Linked DNA regions of Sus scrofa: regions 1 and 2 are each linked to region 3. The links are chromatin contacts, called in public Hi-C maps. All regions are on one chromosome and are shown on one strand. The core of a region is the stretch at or near the end of the contact, and the rest is flanking DNA. Distances in the headings are between cores, read along the strand shown. Region 1 overlaps KYAT3 (kynurenine--oxoglutarate transaminase 3). Region 2 holds the start of KYAT3 (kynurenine--oxoglutarate transaminase 3). Region 3 holds the start of LOC110260386 (DBIRD complex subunit ZNF326-like).

Evidence for each region. Hi-C and Micro-C count contacts between places; a contact is called where the count stands out from the background.
Region 1: a Hi-C map of liver shows a contact between it and region 3, with 5 times the contacts expected there. The contact joins the enhancer-like site here to the promoter of LOC110260386 in region 3. A contact is called at or near these places in 6 of 47 Hi-C or Micro-C datasets (alveolar macrophages, blood, embryonic fibroblasts and 3 more).
Region 2: a Hi-C map of subcutaneous adipose tissue shows a contact between it and region 3, with 2.0 times the contacts expected there. The contact joins the promoter of KYAT3 here to the promoter of LOC110260386 in region 3. A contact is called at or near these places in 7 of 47 Hi-C or Micro-C datasets (blood, embryonic fibroblasts, heart right ventricle and 4 more) and 1 of 2 datasets of contacts at active chromatin or transcription factors (alveolar macrophages).

Annotation. Positions count from the first base shown.
Region 1 is chr4:127,470,559-127,473,923 of Sscrofa11.1, forward strand. It overlaps KYAT3 (kynurenine--oxoglutarate transaminase 3), which reads left to right. Exons shown (of 14, transcript XM_001929384.5): 3 at 2,434-2,492. Among named protein-coding and RNA genes, the nearest start is that of KYAT3, 21 kb to the left of the region's middle. Within about 2 kb of position 1,808, at least 8 of the 83 cell types and tissues checked have an H3K27ac peak or open chromatin away from gene starts, as enhancers often do. A contact at or near this core is called in liver, where this site is marked.
Region 2 is chr4:127,450,161-127,453,236 of Sscrofa11.1, forward strand. It overlaps KYAT3 (kynurenine--oxoglutarate transaminase 3), which reads left to right and starts at 1,315. Exons shown (of 14, transcript XM_001929384.5): 1 at 1,315-1,396.
Region 3 is chr4:126,716,420-126,719,774 of Sscrofa11.1, forward strand. It overlaps LOC110260386 (DBIRD complex subunit ZNF326-like), which reads right to left and starts at 1,426. Exons shown (of 4, transcript XM_021090293.1): 1 at 1,277-1,426. The coding sequence starts at 1,292. LOC102159118 (a long non-coding RNA gene) reads left to right here and starts at 1,538. Exons shown (of 3, transcript XR_002343632.1): 1 at 1,538-2,939.

The DNA of each region.
Region 1 (3,365 bases), core at 558-3,057, 750 kb after region 3:
GCAAACCGTGGCTCATCATGGAGCCACTACGTGGGGTCGCTGTAAATATTAAATGTTAATTGTTTAAGACGCTTAGAGTAGTGCCTGGTATGTACTGACTCGGTGATGCTAACTGTGCCTCTTATTTGGAACTCCTTGCGGAGTAGTTCTTAAACCATTTGGTTTGGCGCCTTCTGTATGCCACATATGGAACGTACTTGTGAAAGTGCTGGTACGTCTTACCTAAAGTGATCTTCAGAGCATGATTCATATTATGGTTTTATTTGAGTTTTTGTTTTATGTTGGAGTGTAGCTGATTTGCAGGATTATATTCGTTTAAGGTGTTACATTAGTTTATTTTGTGCTGGAGTATAGCTGACTTGCAATGTTCTATTAGTTTCAGCAAAATGACTCAGTTATGTCTATACACAGATCCATTCTTTTTCAGACTCTTTTCTCACGTAGGTTATTACAGAATGATGAGTGGAGTTCCCTGTGCTAGACAGTAGGTCCTTGCTGATTCTTTTTTTTTCTCAGCCACACCCACAGCATGTGGGAGTTTCCCAGCCAGGGACGGAACCCTCACCACAGCAGTGACCCAAGCCACAGCAGTGGCAACACCAGGTCCTCAACCCACCGTGCCACAAGGGAACTCCAGTTATCTGTTTTATATGTAGAAGTGTTATATTTTAATCCAAAATTCCTAATTTATCCCTCTCCCCACCCCCATTGGTAACCATCAGTTTGTTTTCTGTGTCTGTGAGTCCATTTCTCTTTTGTAAATAAGTTCATTTGTCTCCTTTTTTAAAATCCCACACATAAGCGGTATCAGATGGTTTTGTCTTTCTCTTTCTGGCTGGCCTCACTTGGCGTGGTGGCCGAGTGACATTCCGTTGTACTCACCCACTCCTCTGGCGATGAGCACTTGGGCCGCTTCCGTGTCTTGGCTGTTGTGAAGAGTGCTGCAGAGAACAGCAGGGTGCATTATCTTTTTGAAGTACGGTTTTCTCTGGACAGATGCTCTGGACTGGGATTACTGGATCATGTGGTAGTTCTCTTTTCACTTTTTTAAGGAACCTCCATACCAATCTCCGCAGTGACTGTGCCACTTTACATTCCCGCCAGCAGGGTAGGAGGCTTCCCTTTTCTGAACGCTGCCTCTAGCATTTATTGTTTCTGGGTTTTTTGATGATGGCCGTTCTGAGCAGTGCGAGGTGATACCTCCCTGTAGTTTCGGTTTGCAGTTCTCTAATAATTAGTATGTTGAGCATCTTTTCATATGACATCATCTGTGTGTCATTTTTGGAGAAAGGTCTGTGTAGATCTTCAGACCACGTTTCTGATTGGGTTGTTTGTTCTTAGAGCTTCCTGAGCTGTTTGTATATTTTGGAGGTGAATCCATTGCTAGTCGTATTGTGTGCGGATATCTTCTTCTATCCTGTGGGTTTTTTTCTCTTTGGTTCTGGTTTCCTTTGCTGTGCAAAAGCTTTTGAGTCAAGTTAGGTCCCATTTCATTAGTTTTGGTTTTATTTTCATTACTCTGGGAAGTGGATCCAAAGAGATACTGTTGTGATTTAGTCGAAGTTGTGTTCTGCCTGTGTTTTCCTCTAAGAGGTTTAGAGTCTTATCTAGGTCTTTAATCCATTTCGAGTTTACGTTTGTGTATGGTGTTCAAGAATGTTCTATTTCCATTCTTTTGCCTGGAGCTGTCGGGTTTCCCGGCCTCACTTACTGAAGAGACTTTCTTTTCTCCACTGTATACTCTCACCCCCTCTGTCAGAGGTTAATTGTCCGTAGGTGCCTGAGGTTTTTTGGTGTTTGTTTTGGGCTGCACCCACAGCATGGGAAAGTTCCTGGATCAGAGTCCCTGAACCCACACCCCCGCAGTGATCAGAGCCACAGCAGTGACAGCGCCGGACTTTTATCCCACTGAGCCACCAGGGAACTCTAAACACAATTCTTTTTTTTTTCTTTTTTGGCCTCCCTGCGGCATATGCAGTTCCCTGGCCAGGGATCAGATCCCACCCATGGCTGTGACCTAGGCTGCAGCTGCGGTAACACAGATCCTTCAACCCACTCCCCTGGGCCAGGGATCGAAGTGTCCCAGTGCCCCAGAGTCTCAGCTGATCTCATTGTGCCACAGTGGGAACTGCCAGAGATGTTTTCTTAAACTGACTTTTTTTAGTATCACCATTGGTCTCTTGAGTACATTTCAGGCCTTTAAGTTGATGTATTTTTTAGACTATGCTGGTATTTTTGTTCTTATGTGAGAAGATGAAGCTCTAAGGTTCATAAGAAAAAACACTCCTTGAAACAGTAGGTGAAAGATGAATTCCTCTTCGGAATTTTGTACCGGCGTCTAGAATTTATCTCTAGTACTCTTCTTTTTACTCGTGATTTTTCACGTTTTGATTCAAGGAATTTTAAAGTGTTTTCAATATTTGTATCTTTCAGGAAATGTCTTCGAAATTCAAAAATGCAAAACGAATTGAAGGCCTTGACAGCAATGTATGGTGAGTACCTTAAGCAGTAGTAATTGGGTGAGCATTTTCCTCCACATGCTTGTACCCGTAGTTGGACATTTTTAGCCTTATCTGTAGTCTGTAAACAAAGCCATTTGTTTCAGAGCCCCAGAATTACAGCCATCTCCGAGGGTCTGAGGGAAGTTCTTTTTTTTTTTTTTTTTTTTTTGTCTTCTGTCCTTTTTAGGGCCACACCTGCGGCATATGGAGGTTCCCAGGCTATGAGTCGAATCAGAGCTGTAGCTGCCGGCCTACACCACAGCCACAGCAACAAGGGATCCAAGCCGCACCTGTGACCCACACCACAGCTCATGGCAACACCCACTGATTGAGGCCAGGGATCGAACCCGCAACTTCATGGTTCCTAGTCGGATTCGTTTCCACTGTGCCACGACGGAAACTCCCAAAGCCAGTTGTTTTAATTCATCCGTTCAATGGGAATGCACTGATTTGTTTATTCAGCAGGTGTGCCAGGCCCTGTGCTGGGCGCTGGAAATGGGCAGAGAAAACCATTGTTTGGATGGATGCTCGTGAAACTTACCTTCTACTCCATGAACTTTTCCCATTAGCTCCACTCTCTAATGGTTGATTAGAGAACTTAGCAGATGGTTGGGAAAAAAATATATGTGATTACAATAGGGGTATCGTGGAGCTGAGATTTGTCAGAAACATTAAGTTCATCAACTCACCCATCATTTTTCTAGGAAACGTCACTTTGTCAACAGTAGAATTCTTTATTGGGATCACACTGATTTTTTTTTTTTTTGGATCTATAGAAGTAAATTTTATTTTTCAGTTTTAGGAGCTAGGTATTAAAAAACTAACTTTGTAATTGTCGTTCTTACTAACATTAGCATTTTTTGT
Region 2 (3,076 bases), core at 65-2,564, 730 kb after region 3:
AGACACACGCTCTCTCTGCCCATTTCCCCCAGAAGCCTGTGCACCTCTGTTCTCAATTCATGCATGTTACACGTGAGAAAAAGAAACACCGTACCTGGCATCAGAAATTGAGCAAACACTTACCATTAAGACTTCACTGTTGGGAGGCACGGATGGCGGAGCTCCTCCAGGAAAGTACCGCAATCTAAAAGGACATCAGCATCAGTCAGTCTCTGACTACGAGGAAGGGGCATAACAGACAAGATCCATTAATAGGGATCCCTGAATAGGGATCTCTTCTAACACTCTATTATTCAAACGACCCAAGGTTCCCAAGGTGTGTTTTCTCCCTCTTTGTAAAGTTATAAAACCAGCTTTTGGACTGCAGTTGTGCTCCTGGTGGCCTTTTGGTTGAAGAGTATTGACAAACGAATGCCCTGACAGTAGCTCACGATCTAGGGGTGAGATTCCCAACTGCACACAGCCAATTTTCCATCCGCCTCTGAAACTCGGCGAACCTAGTTCAACCAAAAGTTATCTCTCTCCTTTCCTCCGGACGTGAATAACAATGCTACCTCCCCTCCCACTCCTTCTATCCTCCCATCTTCTTAAAATTGGAAAGGAAGAAAATTGAAGCATGAAGCTCGATGCTTAATACAAGGCTCTCCTTTTGCTAACACCGCCTTCAAAAACGAGTAATTCGTGGTGTTCCTGTTTCTCTTGGCCGATTTTCCTTCCCTTTTAAACTGTCATTGATTTTCCTCCTCAGTTCCACGGCCCCTTCATTCTGTCCTCTGATCACACCCGCTTTTACTGTTCAGGAACGTAAATTCCTCTCTGCTTTTTTTCTCACCCCCACCCCAGGAGATAAATACACCCACGCGCCCTTCTGCACACTCTCCTTAGCCTTGCCCTCTCTGCACCGGCTAACATCTCGATAAATACAACCCTCCCCTCGCCTAAGCCCTGGGACCCGACAACCGGCTTTTCCTTCCAAATCTGCCCGCGTCCTATCACTGGGCCAACCCAACCCATCACACACCTCCAATTAGGGCTCCGGACCTCAGCGTCGCACCCCATCTCGGACCACATTCAAGACCCCGCCCCGCCCCCCTTACCCGGAGGAGCCACGTCCCGCAGCCCGGATCCTGCCCCACACTCGTCTGGCCTCCATCCCCATCCTGTCGGTCCGGAGGGGCCGAGCCCGCAGCCCATCCCCGGCCACATCTCCCTTCCCTCTTCCTCTCCTCCGGGTCGCTTCCCCGTCCGACGGTGCCCCGCCCACTACCCGGCTGACCCTCAGCCAATCCGCGCTCTGACTCCCGGCCAGGCCCCGCCCCACGTCGGAGCGCCCCGACGCACTCTCCAGTTCTCGCGGGACTTGGGCCACGGAAAGCGAGGTGTTCGCGGAAGGGATGTGAGTGGCGCGTCGGTAAGGTACGGGTGCGGGGAGGCCGTGGCCGCCTGGGCTCCGCGAGCGGGGCCGCGAGAGGAGGCGGGAGGGAGGGGGCCGCTGGGTGCGCGCGGGGGCCGCGCCTGCGGGGTGGGAGGAAGAGCCGGGCTGGACTCGGCTCAGGATTGGACTCGTGTCCGGCTCCGGGGCGCGCGGCCGGTGCATACGGCCCACGCGGGCCTGGAGGAGTTTGCTGCGGAGGAGGCGCCGAGGTGCTTGGCCTGCGGGTGGGACCCTGGGCCCCTCCTCGTCCGCCCCTTTCGCGCTGGATTTGGCAGTTGGGGCACTTCGTGGACGGTGAGGGAAGCTGACGCCCACTCCAGTTGGCAGCAGTGGGGATTCTTCATGCGAAGGAAAACAGCTGTCAACTTGCCGCAGAAACGACTCTTAGGGGAGCCCATAGTTTCTCAATCAGAGCGGAAAGCTGTCCAATTTGTTGCTTTTGGCGCCTGCCACCCAATTTTTCCGTCTTGCAGGCTCCTTCTTTGCTACCTGAGGGAGGAACTTGGCAGCTGCTCCTTCCACAGCCCCCTGTACAAAGTCCTAGCTCCCCTGGGCCTGAGACCCAGCTGCTGCAACTTAAACACCAGTCAGACCTGTTGCTGCCTTCTACGAAATTTGTAATAAGTTACCCGGACTCCCTTTTCACAAAACAGCTTTTCAGAAACTTGCAAAAGCACGTGTCCTAACTTGTCTTGTGCCAGCTAAACCTACCTGATTTTCCCCACTCTTGCTCCGATGACATGGCTGTAGAAGTGGACTAAAGTCCAGAGCATGAAGCAGAAATAAAGCTGTTTGTGGTAACTCTTAACCAGGTTTGTGCATTAATTAGCACTACCTCTTTTCACTGTCACCGCACCTTAATCTTCCTTGAGCTTGCAGTTAACCTGAACATCCTGGACTTTGTGACATTATCAACTGATTCCTTCTGCCTCTCCTTCCCACATGCAAAGTCATTATCCACTGATCATTTGGATTGAAGTCTACAGCTTCAAACGTCTCACAGTTCTTTTGACGGCTTTACTCACCTTTCGCCCTGGATCCTCCAACAATTCATCAGCCTTCTCAGCCTCAGGTCACCCCCAGCTATGCCATACATATCTTCTGTATCTTCATTTTAAACCATCTCCTCCAGAGATAATAGCACAGTTTTCTCTTGATCATGGGTATATGACTGCGGAGTTAATCCTAGATATACTATATGCCATAATCAGTTTTATTAGATCACCATGATTCATGATTTCCTTCACAGAATATTGTTTTTAAGGGTAAATGAGAAACACAATGAAAATATTGTTTAGAATTAAAAGCCACATACTTTTCGATTTCCTCCACCTTTTCTGTTCTGTGCCATCCCAGTTTATTTATTCATTGAGCTTACTGGTCAGTATGCACATGGAATGTTCATTGCTTTAGAAAAGCACTCCTCAGAGTTCCCATCGTGGTGCAGCGGTTAACAAACCCAGCTAGGATCCATGAGGACGCAGGTTCGAAACCTGGCCTTGCTCAGTGGGTTGAGGATCTGGCATTGCCGTGAGCTGTGGTGTAGGTCAAAGATGCAGCTCGGATTTGGCGTGGCTGTGGCTGTGGTGTAGGGCTGGCACCTGTACCTCCGATTGGACCCCTAGCCTGGGAATCTCCATG
Region 3 (3,355 bases), core at 176-2,675:
CTTGACGCCAATTCCTATTGGGCAAGATTTGAAGGCAAGGTGAAGACCAAGTTAATTTTACTTTGTAAGCATATGAAAATGGTTTAAAGAACCGGCCTGAGAGACGAGTGAAAGGCGCTGCTAAAATACAGTTTACTTAAACAGTAAGTCCAACCCAGGCGTCTGTGCAAAGGTCTGATTTGAAGGGCATCTGATGCGGTGAAACTGACAACACTTACGACTTGAACCTGGCCAGAACCCAGACTGGGACTTGAACCTAAGTCCCATCCACACCCTAAACAGAGAAAAATGCCTTGGTTCACGGAAGTATTTCACAGGAGGGATTAACGACCGGGCAATGTTTGCTGGTGGATGAACACCCGTCCGCTAACCAGAAACACCATCGGGTACAGATGGATCCACACTCATCACTTTCCAGACGCCCTTTAAGCTCATCTTAAACTAAGACAACCCGAAACCTGAGCGTGACAAGTCACCCGGGGCCGAGGATTCACTGGAAGAACGATCTGGGTCGCTGCCCACGGGGCGGGGACAGTGCCCGCCCGGCCCGGGACCGGGAAGTCGGAGGCGGTGGGCAAGGTCCATGCCGAGGGACTGGGGCCGGGAAGTGGGAGGCGGCGGACACCGTCCACGCAGCAGGCCGGGCCGGGCCGGAGTGGGGGAGGGCAAGGTTCACGCCGAGGGGCAGCGCCGGGAAGAGGGAGGCGGCGGGCACCGTCCACCCCGCGGGGCCGGGGCCGGGAAGTGGGGGGCGGCGGGCAGCGTCCTCGCAGTGAGGCCGGGCTGGGCCGGGCCGGGCCGGGGTGGGGACGGGCAAGGTTCACGCCGAGGGGCAGGGCCGGGAAGTGGGAGGCGGCGGACACCGTCCACGCAGCAAGCCGGGCCGGGCCGGGATGGGGGAGGGCAAGGTTCACGCCGAGGGGCAGCGCCGGGAAGAGGGAGGCGGCGGGCACCGTCCACCCCGCGGGGCCGGGGCCGGGAAGTGGGGGGCGGCGGGCAGCGTCCCCGCAGTGGGGCTGGGCCGGGCCGGCCGGGCCGGGCCGGGGGCGGGCCTGGGGCCCAGGCCGCGGCGCTCTGGGCGCGCCCTTGCTGCGCCGGGGCCCGCGCGGAGCCCCCGGTCACGCGCCGGGACGGGCGCCGGGCGCGCGGTCCCCCAGGCCCAGCCCGGCCGCGGCCGCAGAACAAAGCCACTCGGCCATCTTGAGACGGTAAACAGCCCGGGGCCAGGCCGGCCCGCCTCCCGCCCGCCGCGGGGACCCGCCGGGGCCGCGCTCACCGTCCTCGAAGTCCATGGCGGAGGCTCGGGCCGACGGCCTCGGCGGCGGGGGCTGAGCGGCGGCCGGCAGCGAGCGCCCGCGACCCGGGGTCCACACGAGCAGTCAGCGCGACCGACAGCGGCGCCACCGGCCCGGAGCCGCAGGCCACGGCGAGGCTGGGGGCGGGGCCGGCCGCCGCCGCCGCAGCGCGGCCTGCGATTGGCCGGCGCGGCCTGGTGGGCGGGCCCCGGGTGGGGGCGGGAAGCAGGTCGGCTGTCAAGCTCCCCGTGCCGACCCTCGCGAGCGGCCGAGGGGAAAGGCAGGTGACAAAAGGGAGCCCCGCCGACCGGCCGGGGTCACGGCAGAGAGCGCGCCGTGTTCTGGAAGGACCGCCCGCGGCCCGCCATGTTTGATTCTGGCAAAAGCGAAAGGATCCGGTTGGAATACCTTCTCCTGCCCGAACTAATACACCACGTGCCGACCTTTCGCTTTTTATTGGCTGATGACGCCTGATCGGAAAATGTACAGTTCTTACGGAGTTTCTGCCGTTGGAGGCGCACAAGTCCGAAACGTTTTTAGAACTCAGGAAACAGAGGCGAACAGACTGCGAAGTAGAGAACCATGATCGGTATGATTCAAGACAGTCTAGGATTACGTTCTGAACGTCCAAGTGAGAAGTAAAAGCGTTGTAAAGCTTAACAGACAGGGAAGATTTGTGGCAGGAGTCACCCAGAACTTGAAGGACAACGTCGGGCAAGCGCACATACGTAATAGCATTTGCACTGCATTGCCACTTTGGAAATAGCGCAAGGGGCAGTGGGCAACGTTATTCACCCACAAGGCAATGTGGGGAAAGACAACCGTTTGGTCATTCCAACCCTGGAGCAGCTTGAACTCCAGATTAGAAAAAAAAAAAATTAAATAGAGCAAATCGTGTCAATAGTGAGTTGGTCACAGGAGAGCACATCATGATTCAAGCCGTTTGCCCTTCTTTGGGGTCCAACTAGTTGCTGGAATCAAGTTCCAAAAAGGCAGCCTCTGGAAACAGGACTGAAGGAAAAACTCACCGATATCACTGGAGCCCCAAATCTGGGCAGGGCACTGTGTCTTCCCCATCACTTTCCTTCTCCACCCACATTGAGTCACCCAGTTCTCCACCCTTGCACTGTTTTCTTCTTTTTTCCCTCCTATACATATTTTTTATTCACCTGAGTGTAACGTGTTGAAAAACTGAACTCATAATTTCCCTCCTCCAACCTGCTCATCCTCCTTCATTCTTTCATCTCTGCTGGTGGCGTCATGAGTAACCTCCCACCCACTAATCCCAGCCAGAAGCCTGCGACTCATCCTTTCAGGATTCCACCCTCTCCCATCCTCCCACCCCCAATTTACACGGAAGTCTTTCATCTGCTTATTAGCTCTGAAAATGTCTTAGGCTTGCCATCTCCTCTCCAACCCCCCTGGACTATGTGAATTAGGCTCTCATTACCTCTCTCCCAAACTACCTTCATAGCTTCCTAAACGGTTTCTCTGCCTTTCCACCTTGACCTTCTCAGACTCCTGGGTCGGCAGTGATCTAAATGCAAATCTGAACACATCGTGCGTCTCTATCATGGATTAGGTGAAGGCGAAGTTCCTTAAGATAGAGCACATCCACCCTGGAGTTCCTGTCGTAGCCTGAAGGTAACAAACCCAACAAGGATCCATGAGGACACAGGTTCCATCCCTGGCCCCGCTCAGTGGGTTAAGGATCGGGCGTTGCCATGAGCTGTGTAGGTCACAGACATGGCTCAGATCCTGAGTTGCTGTGGCTGTGATGTAGGCCAGCGGCTACAGCTCTGATTCGACCCCTAGCCTGGGATACTCCATACGCCCTGAGAGTGCAGCCCTAAAAAGAAAAAAAAAAAAAAAGTAGAGCACATCCAGCTGGATCTGGCCCCTGCCTGACCTGCCATCTTCCCACACGTCTCCCTCTTTCTCTCTCCTCTACTCTCTCCCTTTTGATTGGCAGTTTTAAGCTACTTGCAGTTCCCAGAACATCCTATGCTTTTCATTACACTGCACTTTTGCTTGTTTTTCTCTCTGCTTGGAATGCCCCT